Regions from separate parts of the Neogale vison genome. Here region 1 is linked to region 2. The links are chromatin contacts, called in public Hi-C maps. All regions are on one chromosome and are shown on one strand. Each heading gives the region's core, a stretch centred on a gene start, on an enhancer-like site or on the middle of the called end of the contact. The rest is flanking DNA. Distances are from core to core; before and after follow the strand shown. Region 1 holds the start of SIRPD (signal-regulatory protein delta). Region 2 holds the start of SDCBP2 (syntenin-2).

Region 1 (5,588 bases), core at 3,062-5,561, 150 kb after region 2:
TTGTTAATTTTAGCCATTCTGATTGGTGTGAGGTGGTATCTCAATGTGGTTTTGATTTGACTCTCCCTAATGGCTACTGATGTTAAATATTTTTTTTCAATTTATTTATTTTCAGAAAAACATTATTCATTATTTTTTCACCACACCCAGTGCTCCATGCAAGCCGTGTCCTCTATAATACCCACCACCTGGTACCCCAACCTCCCACCCCCCCGCCACTTCAAACCCCTCAGATTGTTTTTCAGAGTCCATGATGTTAAATATTTATCATGTGTCTGTTGGCCATTTGTATGTCTTCATTGGAGAAGTGTCTGCTCATGTTTTCTGCCCATTTCTTGACTGGAGTACTTGTTTTTTGGGTGTTGAGAGTTTGAGAAGTTCTTTATAGATCTTGGATACAAGCCCTTTGTCTGTAGTGTCATTTGAAAATATCTTCTCCCATCCCATGGGTTGCCTTTTAGTTTTATTGACAGTTTCCTAAAATTCAAGTTAGTTAACTTATGGTCTAGTATTGGTTTTTAGTAGAATTTAATGATTCATCAATTAGATATCACACCAATGCTCATCCCAAGAAATGCCCTCCTTAATGCCCATCATCCATTTAACCCATCCTCCCACTCACCTCCTCTCCAGCAATCCTCAGATTGTGCTCTATAGCTAAGAGTCTCTTATGGTTTTCCTCCCTTTCTGTTTTTATTTTATTTTATTTTCCCTTCCCTTCCCGTGTTCATCTGTTTTTTTTTTTTAATTCCACATGAGTGAAGTAAGTAATATGATATTTGTCTTTCTCTGACTTATTTCGCTTAGCATAATACCCTCTAGGTATTACCTTTCCCATTCTATTGGTTGCTTTTTAGGTTTGTTGATTATTTCCTTCACTGTGCAGGAGCTTTTTATCTTAATAATGTCCCAATAGTTCATTTTTGCTCTTGTTTTCCTTGCCTCCAGAGACATGTCTAGTAAGAAGTTGCTGCAGCTGAGGTCAAAGAGGTGGCTAGCTTGTTTTCTCCCCTAGGATTTTGATGGTTTCCTGGCTTACATTTAGGTCTTTCATCCATTTTGAATTTATTTTTGTGTATGGTGTAAGAAAGTGGTCCATTTTCTTCTGGATGCTGTTGTATAGTTTTCCCTACACCATTTGTTGAAGATTTTATATATATATATATATATATATATATATATATATATATATATTTTTTTTTTTTTAGCTGTCTCGAATTCCTAAGAAGCTTGCTTTTTCTTCTCAGGAGATCGCAATCTCTTATGCCCCCTGGTGCTATTTTGTGGAACTGCATAATATCTATAGCTCTGAGCCACTTTGATGGTCTCTTGTTTTCAGCACTCTTTTTTAAAATTCTTTTTTTTTTTTATTAGAGTACATCATTTGTCTTTGATGTAGAGTTCCATGATTCATTATTTGCTCTTCTAACCTGCTCTGCTGGTTCCCACTAGTGCTCTGAATCATGAGACAGAAACCATTCCCGGGACGCCTGGGTGGCTCAGTTGGTTGAGCAGCTGCCTTTGGCTCCGGTCATGATCCCAGCGTCCTGGGATCGAGTCCCACATCGGGCTCCTTGCTCAGCAGGGAGCCTGCTTCTCCCTCTGCCTGCCATTCTGTCTGCCTGTGCTCGCTTGCTCTCCCTCTCTCTCTCTGACAAATAAAATCTTAAAAAAAAGAAAGAAAGAAAGAAAGAAAGAAACCATTCCCTCAGGCAGTCCCCAGACAATCCAGATTGATGCACGGTCTATTCTGCCTCTATCTTGAGGAGGGAGCAGGTATGGGAGGTTTCCTCCTAATTGTGCCACTACACCAGGCTGGGGGTGACATACAAATGTACAAAGCTCTGCAAACTTTCCTGCAGCTTTCCCTGGAATCCCTGCCTGGTTTTCCATCGGCCTGGGTACCACTGCTTCTCAGTCGGTTTCTAGCATTCTTACAGAGGTATTTTGGTCCACAGATGGTTGTTATTTGGTTATCTCCATGGAAGAAGGGTTGGGGACTTCTTAGTCTGTCATTTTACTGATGTCACTACTCTAAGTGATATAAAAACAAAAATTTTTGCCAGTATCTGGGAGTAGACACATGGAGGTTCTCCCACTGTCATACCATCTGCATAGGACTATTCCAGTTATAAACCCCAAAGTTTGTGACAATTAGTTATAGCAACCATAGCAAACACACTTAGCTCAATATTTTAAACTATATGTATATATGCCTTTTATTCATTATGTAGAAATGATATAAATTTAATACATTTCTTACTCTTTGGCTTTTAACAGGGAAATGGAACTTATTCACAATATTTTTCCTCTAAATCATCCTCATGTACCTCTACACCTCCAACTCTAACCAGAGTCTTCTCATTAGGAGGACAAAGCTATAAACCCAAGGATTATGGGAGTACGAGATCTGAGTTCTATTATCCATTCTCTGTGTAACTTGAGGCAAACCCAGTCTCTGGGTCTCCACTTCCTCATATGTTACCTGAAGGGTTGGAACGTGGGGTGGACACCATATCGTTTTTAGTCTGTTGAACATTTGTATCATTGGGTTGGTGGATTCCCTACTAAGAACTTCCTCTCCCTTATAATAATGAGTAAGTGAAAGGCATAGGAAGGGCAATTTCAAATGACTCTCTGGGATTCATTTGTGGAGGCTGAGAATAAGAAGTTCTCTCTCCATCCTGTCTGCTAAGATGAGGTAATGAATGTCAACATTTCTTGTACTTACCTCTTCCATTATATGGATGAGGCCTATATGCAGCAAACACCAGGCAGAGATGAATAGAGATGAGAGAATTTCAAAGAATAAGAGGTTTGGTGGCCCTGAGACCTTAGTCCTAAAACTCTGCGTTGGATGCTGTGAGGAACCTAGAATCCTCCTCAGCTACAGGATCCCATTATACTAATATTTTTCATTTTTATCCCTTGTAAGGAAAGGTTCTTCACTAATATATATAGCATGCTGGAGAGAGCCCAGACCAACTTTACCACTTTCTCCTACTATCTGTCCCCCTAAATTCCCTTGAGCCTCAGTTTCTTCACTCATATGGTAAGGATAATCATTCTTATACTCAAATTGTTATGCCAGTAAATACAATAATATGGGATAAAGAGATGCTTCGTGTACAGGAGATGCCCAACAAATAGTAGTATTGTAGTATCACGAATTTAATCATTTCTCAAGCTGGGTATTGCTCAGAATTCAGAAGTTATAACAAAATAAAAAAATTGAATAAGTAAGGCTTTAGGAACAGAAAAAAAATGGTTGGAAATTGTACTTCAGTGCTCTGTGGATGTGGGAACTTTATCACCTGGCATCCCTTAGGACAATGCTAACTTTAAGAAAACTGGCTTGACAAGGAGATGTTTTCTCTCCTATTATTGGAGGTCCAGAAGTGGGGTGGGAACCAGGAACAATATGGCCGTGTAATGTTGTCAACCCACATTCTCTACATCTTTGCACTTCTCTACAGCAGATTTTTCCTCAGCTTGGTTCCCCTCATGGTCATTAGATGTTTCTCTGGAGCACCTGGGGTAAACTGATTTCCTGTTCCCAGCCAACAGGAGAGAGAATTGCGTTAGTTTCCCAGATTTTTCTGCAAGTCTATCCTTTTCACTTATGGACACAAATTGGCTTAAGCCAGTCTCCTATCTGAGTTAACCATGAGTAGGGAGTCATGAAGTGATCTTAATTGGTTTCATCTAGCTCTTGGGGGCTGGTTATTGAACATTGGAATGTCAACCAATATATCCCTCATCATTCAATTGACCTTTCTGAGTTTGTTTCTCCTCCTGTAAATCACTTAACTCACAGGTTGCTGAGAGATCAAATGTACAATGCATCTTCAATAATAGCCTAATCTAGTAATTCAGTGGGTAGAGGACTGGTTAACTGAAATGATAGCCCATAATAGGGGGTGGAGGAGACAAACTCACTAGTCACAAACACCTTGGTGCCCGGACCTGACTGGAACTCCGTGTTAGGTTTCCCCTCCTTGAACTTCACACAGTAGTAAGTGCCGGCGTCTGCAAGAGAGATTTCACTGATGCGGATGGAAAAGTCTGTGTTGCCAACTTTGGTGGGGTGTCCAATTTCTTTTACTCTGGGAAAGAAACCTTCTTTGAAATTGTAGATTAATTCCCGGTTTGGCCCATTTCCCTTGAACCATAAGACGGGTCCTTTTGGGAATGAATCTGGTACACTGCAACTCAAGGTGATTGTCTCTCCAACTGATACAGTCTGTGTCATCTCAGCTTGTTGCACCTGGAATATCTCATGTGTGGTTCCTGCAAAGAAATGCAAAATCATTTCCCATTTCCCATGCTCTAGTCCAGGACGGACTGAAGAACTTGGATCCAGATTGTGGGTGGGCCTCATTCATTACTTATTTTAATGATGTGTGTGAGTCAGTGCAGAGGACAAAATTTATCACCTCTCCCATTTCATGTCCCAGCCCCTAACCAGGGAAAGAAGAGGACAGGGAGGGAGAGGACTGGGATTATGCGTTGATAGTGTTTATAGAGAGGAACTAGTCCCTCTTCCATCTAAATGCCAAAAATCACTCAACACATTAGGAGATGGGTCCAAGTGTCCTCTGCTGATCTCATAGCTATAGGGAGTTTGGGATTGACCTTCATCTCTTCTGAAGGGTAAGCAGCCAAGTGAATTTGTGGAGATGTTAGTGCTGAGAGGTGTGGAGAAAGGGCAAGTCAAGAGATAGCAAACCTAGAGAATGGGGAGCCATTTACGACTATTGTGTTCATGCAGGCAGAGTGCGGCTCCTCTGCTTATTTGTCAAGGGGTGGGGGAGAAAGAGACAGTTTCCTCTTCTAAACAAAAGAGAATAGAACCTCAAGGGACCTTATCAATTTTGGAGGGCCCACAACTGATCTCCAACACCCACTCCCACCAACATCACTACCCCATATTAGTCAGGTCCTGGTAATCTCTCTCCTTTTCAGGCAAATCATCAAAAGCAAAGATGGGCTAAGGTGTGGGTTAGAGAGACAAGAAAATCTTGGCTGGTGAGGCTTGGAGAAAACTGTGGGTAAGCTGCCTATGCTCGCACTTTTTAGCTTGAGGGATCTTATGTAAATTTTTCATGGCCCGTTGGGTATGACTGGACTTGAAGAGAACATCACAGAGGAAGACTAGTTTTCCCAGAAGAACAGATAGACACACTAATCTCACATAGTGAATGTCATTAATACAGAGAGTGGCAAGAAGTAGCAAACACTGGTTGTCCTTAGAGAAGAGAACAACAGAGCTGGGGTTAGACTAGGGCAGGTCAGGGAAAGATCAAGAGCCAGGAGAGTGACTGAACTCCTCCAGGACAGCTTTTCCAAACAAGATGTGGGGCTGGGTGATATCAATCCCCATCCTTTTAATGTCCTAGCTCCCTAGAATCCATAGTAGGAGACCACACTCGCTCATTGATTTCCTGTGGGGAATGGGATCCCTGAGTGCCCTGTGGTGGCCCTTCAGGGACCTGCCACCAGGCCTCAATGACATTCCAGTTAGAAATGGCTGAGTGGATTTGGGCAGGTTTGTAGAGATTCTGTTTATCTGTGGATCCCTTCACTTT
Region 2 (5,731 bases), core at 465-2,964:
TAGGCAACCAGCATGTACCCCCCTCCTCCTCCTCAGGGCTGTACTGCCTGCTGGAGGAAAGCTGTGAACATCTTCGGGGGATGCAGATGCTCCCCAGTACAGGGCCCTAAGAGGCAAAGCAGGAGCAAGACCTGGGAGGCAGGCAGGACTGGGTTCAGGCTGCTGCCTCTAATTTGTGAGAGCAAGCATGGACAAGTCCCTTTTGGGTGTCATATCTCCCTTTGTGAGATGGGTAACAGTACTTGTATCACAGTTATCGTGAAGATTTAAAGATCCTTAAAAAGAGAGAAGATAAATACGGAAGGCACTTAGCACAGTATCAAGCACACAAAGGGTGTGCGGTCATCGTTAGCTGTTCATTCAGGACATTTACTGAACACCTAAGTCCCTGTGCTGTTCTAGGTACTGATGCAGTGAGCAAGAGGAAAATCCGTCCTTGAGGGTTTCTTTCTAGCTGGACAGGGAAGTGTGTCACACTTGTCACAAGTCACAGAGAGAAAGATAAAGCAAGATGGAAGGTAGAGTGTCCAGATGTCCGCAAGGGCCTCACTGTGGGTCGGGACTGACAAGGGACTTATGTAAAAGCCTAGAGGGGTAGGGCAGAGCATCAAAGCTGAGGGCATGGCCACTGCGGTGGCCCTGAGTTGGGGGGGCCTCTTGTTCAGAGACCATCTGGCTGGTGAGACTGGAGTCTCGTTCAGAGGGGGGGCCAGTGGTGAGGAAGTAGGAGAGGATGGGAGTGGGCCAGGTCCCCAGGGGGCTGTGGCCAGCATTTGGCATTTACTCTGCTGAGAGGGGAGCCCCTGGAGAACACTGAGCCCCAGAGTGACCTGATCCAACTTAACATTTTAACAGGGCCACTTTGGCTAACATTGGGAGAACAGACCAGCAGGGCAAGGGTGGACACAGGGAGCCGCAGGGAGTGGTGATGGTGGTGTGAGAATTGTTATTAGTTTAGAAATCAAGGCTGTAAAACAAAGAAAAACTCTAAAAACACAAACAGTCGTTTCCGTTAGTTCCAACTGCCCTGTGCAACGACCCAGTGCGTCTCCGCCGCGCACAGCAGCCTCGTCTGAAGCACCATTTCCTGAGGCCCCGTGGTGTGCGGGGCACAGACTGTCCCCCTTAGTTCCATTAGTTTGTCCAGTGCCCCCGAATGTGTGGGGATGTGTCCAGTGTCCACACAAGGAAACCAGTTCTGAGTGAGGCCAAGCCACTGGCCCCATCCCCAGCAGATTTCTTCTCGCCTACTTAGGGTAGTGGGTAGAAACCGTTGCAGGTGGAGACATAGGTAACAGAAATTGAGGAATATACTCTCCGCTCCCTGTGGAAGCCCACTCTGCCTGGCCTTCCAAAGGCCCCCCTTCGATAAGCAGGATGTGAGCCGCATGTCCCGAGCCCGGTCACAGGAGGTCCCAACGAGCGTGTAGCCCCCATAATATCTGAATAAAGATCACTCAGCCCTCAAACCTGACCCAAGGCCGGCGTCAGAGAAGGAGACCCCTGTCCACACTGTTCCCCCAGAGGGAGGCACCTTGAAAGAAAACTGCCTGGGAGCCTCCAGAGGGATCAGGACCAGGCAATGGGCGTAAGAACAAACCTCACAGACCTCAGTCGTGGTCAGTACGGGCCCCAGCTCTTACCTGCCACCTGGGTGCTGCCTGGCGTCCTTTGTCAGCTACTGCCAAGAGTCTGTTCCCCTCCCTGGGAGCGGGTGCCCTTGTCCCAGCCAGGTTCCTGCTCTGGGAAGGGTGGTGCCCGCCCCCCAGTCAGCTGACTAACCCGGATGGACCTAGGTAAAGGCCCTGTGCGTGTATAAACAAAGCAAGTCACCGGGCCCAGAGAAGGGTTTGGGCCTTAGTCAAGATGTGGAGGTGGGGGTAGGGGCCCGCTGCCACTGGTGGGAGGGGTAGGAACCAAGACTTCTTGACCTTGAGGAAGTCAGATTTGGATTGGACATCAGTCCTGCTGAACGTGAGGACAGTTTGAGGGGGCATCCAGGGCCTTAAAAAAATGGCCATAACTTGTGACCCAGCATTTCCCCCCTTTTATGTTTTTAATATGGAATGCCTTGTGAGTTCGCATGTCATCTTTGTGCAGCGGCATTCTCCTGGTAATTTATTCCAGTAAACAAGTAGGCATTGAGGTCCTGGAGCCCATCACCGTGTTGCTTATAGTAAGGAAATCTGGAAAGCCCCAAGCCCCAAGTCCCTGGGGCCTGGCTAAACAAATCCTTATTTGTGGAAGATCACAAAGCTATTCGTGTCATTTAAGGAAAAACCGTGAGGAAAGGTTCCCAAGACGGTGAGCAAGATACTGAAAAGTCAGTGTTGTGATTCTGCTCTTCTGTTTGGTTTTCATCTCTTGAAAAGTGGATATGTGTTGCAACCAGAGGATGTATACTGAAGTGTTGGAAGTCTGGGGGCACCTGGTGGCTTAGTCAGCTAAGTGTCCGACTTGGTTTCTGCCCAGGTTGTCATCTCAGGGTCATAGACCAAGCCCCCACATTGGTTTCCACGCCTGGCATGGAGCCTCCTTAAGATTCTCCCTCTGCCTTGCCCTGCCTCAAAAAATAAATAAATAAAATGCTGAAATTCTGGATGTGTGTTCCAAGGTAGTGGGGGGCGAGTTGGGTTGGGTTTGAAGTTAGTTTTTGCTTTTAGTGCTTATAATGTTTTCTAAGGGGGGAGCAAATTAAGCTTGTTTTAAAAAGGAGTTTAGATTGGTTTTCTCCAGGAAGAGGAATAAGGGGCTGTGTTCTGGGCTGGGAGGAGATTTGGTTATAGTACACTTTTTGATACCTCTTTAATTTTGAAGAATTTGAATGTGTGTATTACCTACCTCCCCAAATAAATAAAAGTAAACAAAAAAGGGGGAGGAATTTAGTTTAGGTCCTGGTGAGCTTGGTTGGACAGGGGTGCCTGTCCCTCTTGGTGCCTGGGGAGGAACTGGGGACCCGTGTGCTGGGCAGTCCCTATGAGTGACACAGGGCACCGACACAGGACACCCACCCAGGGCGGGGTGAGTATCGGGACTGCTCACCGGCCAGGCAGGTCCGAGTCACAATCCCTGTGACAAGCCTGGGCAGAGTTGCTCCAGCCCGGGGCATCCCAGCCTGAGTGGGGGCCTAGCTGGTGTGCAGCGCCACAGAGGAGACACCGCCAGCCTCCCAGGAGCTTCCAGCCAGGAATCCTACCCAGGAAAGCTCACAGGAACAACAGCAAGGAAGGCAGTGGCCACTAATCATGCTTTAAAGCCCTCATCTCAATGTCCCATATCCTCCCTGCTAAGTAGGCGTGAGAGGCAAAGGACTGCTCAAGTTACACAGCTGGAAAGTGGCTCCAAGGCCATGTTTTCTCCTCGGTGAGACAAATGCCACTGGAAATTGAGGCATAGATACACCTGAGGGCTGAGCCATATGGGCCCGAAGTAGGAGGTAAGCCATGGGTGATGGACCCATCTTAGGCCAAGTCTTCAAGGCCCAAGAAAACTAGAAAATAATCATGCCAGTGGAATCACACGAGTCCCCCCACCCCCAATACACAATCTGCACACACTTCAGTTTACTCCAGTCATGGTCTGAAAGGGCCTTGGAGAGGAGATGGAGAAGGAAACGGACCAAGAAGGGTGAGGGACTTGCCTGTGGTCACATGGCAGGTGAGCCCAGAGCCGGGGCTCAAACTGGGCCCCAAACCACCCCCACACACAGGCAGGGGTTTCTTTCCACTCTGTGGTGTTCCAGCACGTCCCATCTGTCACTCTTACCCTGCTTCCCGACCACCCAGGTGGAGCTTTGTGGGCATGCCCCTGCTCAAAGTCTTCAGTGGCTCCCTATGGAAGGGTCAGGACTAAGCTCTCTCCCCATCACTGCCTTTTCAGTCCGAGTCTCCAACCTTACCTCACGCCCACATCACCTTTCTATCCCCGTGCCTGCCTGCTACTTCTGGAATGCCTCCCTTGCCCCCACCAGACCCCTGAGCTCCTTTTCTAGGAAGGCCCCTCGTCATCCCCATCCATCTGGCCTCCCCAGCCTCTGACCTCCAGATTGGACTGTCCTGCATGGGTCAGGCTGCCAGTTAGACCTGAAGCTCCATGAGGACAGGGCCTAATTATGAGATCAACAGCAGCTGTTTTCAAAATAAAAACTGAAATTTATGCTTCAACTGGGTTATGTATCTGCTGCATTCCATATTCGTATGAACAACCTTCAGAAGTCTAAGACACCGGTGTCCACTAGGCCGTGCACACACACAAACTCCCTAGGAGCACTCTGGGGGCGCTGTGTGATCAGCCACTACCACCCTGGCTGCTGAGCCCACAGGTGGTCCAGGTCCTCTCACAGTAATGTCACCGACGTCTACTGTCACCTGGATTTAGCCCTTGGGGGGACACCTCTGTGCCATCTGGAATGGGAATTCCCTGAGGGTAAGGTCTTGGCTGTGGGGTCCTTGTCGCTAGAGCCTAGCACCATGGCTGGCCCACAGTAGGCTCTCTTAAGTGTTTGCTGAATGAATGAATGCCCTCCTGGCACACTGATCAGTTACGAAAGCACAGGCTCACTCTTATCTAAAAGGTGGGCTGCTTGGGGCACCCAAGGTGGATAAGCATCAGCCGTCTGCTCAGATCACAGGGTCCTGGGTTCAAGACCTGTGTGGGGCTCCCTGCTCAGTGGGGAGCCTGCTTCTCCCTCTCCTACTTCCCCCGCTTGTGTGCTCTCTCTCTAAGTAAATAAAATCTTAAAAAAGAAAGAAAGATGGGCCCCTCTGGGGCTTCCGATCCGAGGCCCAGTTCTGTGACATAGCAGCCGTTGTCCACCTCTCTGAGCTTCCATTTCCACATCTGCAGATGGGAGTCGTGGTACCAGCTTTGCAGGCTGGTCCTGCAGGTGAGTGGAATGAAGCATGGGCAGAGCCTGGGACGCCACTCACACGCAACAAATGCCAGTTTCTGACTTCCTCGTGCGGTCCGTCTGGCTGCAAGTTACAGAAACACAAGTCATCTGGTTCAAGTGGAAACACGAGCACTCTTTCTGGAAGAAGGGGGGACAGTTGCCAGGCAGAGAGAAGCACCAGCTGTGTGCTCCGACTCAGCGTGGACCCCAGGGCCATGGCTGCACTGGTACTGTCACTGTCTGAGGACAGCGGGCTATTCAAGTGCCCTCTGCATGCTGCGCATGGGACAAAACCCAATCTCATAGTCTTCCCAGCGGGCCCTAGGTTTAGAGAGTGGAGCGCCTTGCCCAAGGCCACACAGTCTAAGTGGTAAGGCCAGGCCTTGGCCGCGAACTGGGCTCAGAGTCATTCCCATCCCTGAGCAGCTGGGTCAGAGACCTTCCAGGTGGTGGCCCCAGCCCTTGTGAGTCACAGGTCTGGGGGTCTGACACCCTGCACTCCCTCCCACTCCCCACTTAGTCCCACCGAACACTTGAGCCCCATTTCTGGAATCACAGCCCCTGCCTGTGGCCCCAGCCTCTAAGTCCCCCACTATACCCCACCGTGATAACTTGAAGGGGCACAGCTTCTTGTATGGCTGTGGAATCCTGGCCTGCCTGCCCTCAAATCCCTATCCGGGCCATGTGGACTCCGGCAAGTGATTTTCCCTCTCTGGGCCTCAGTTTCCCACCTGAGCTGGGGGGAGAATAATTTCACTTTGCCTTTATTAGCACAGACAAAAGTACTTGCAATAATGCCTGGCTTCCCAGGAAGGGCTAACTAAATTTGGACTTAGAATA

The links. A called contact is a pair of places that touch in the nucleus more often than the background predicts.
Region 1: a Hi-C map of muscle shows a contact between it and region 2, with 6 times the contacts expected there. The contact joins the promoter of SIRPD here to the promoter of SDCBP2 in region 2. A contact is called at or near these places in 2 of 3 Hi-C or Micro-C datasets (fibroblasts and muscle).

What each region holds. Positions count from the first base shown.
Region 1 is chr8:28,011,074-28,016,661 of ASM_NN_V1, forward strand. SIRPD (signal-regulatory protein delta) reads right to left here and starts at 4,312. Exons shown (of 1, transcript XM_044262198.1): 1 at 3,860-4,312. The coding sequence starts at 4,312. The coding sequence ends at 3,860.
Region 2 is chr8:27,866,358-27,872,088 of ASM_NN_V1, forward strand. It overlaps SDCBP2 (syntenin-2), which reads right to left and starts at 1,715. Exons shown (of 11, transcript XM_044262371.1): 1 at 1,644-1,715.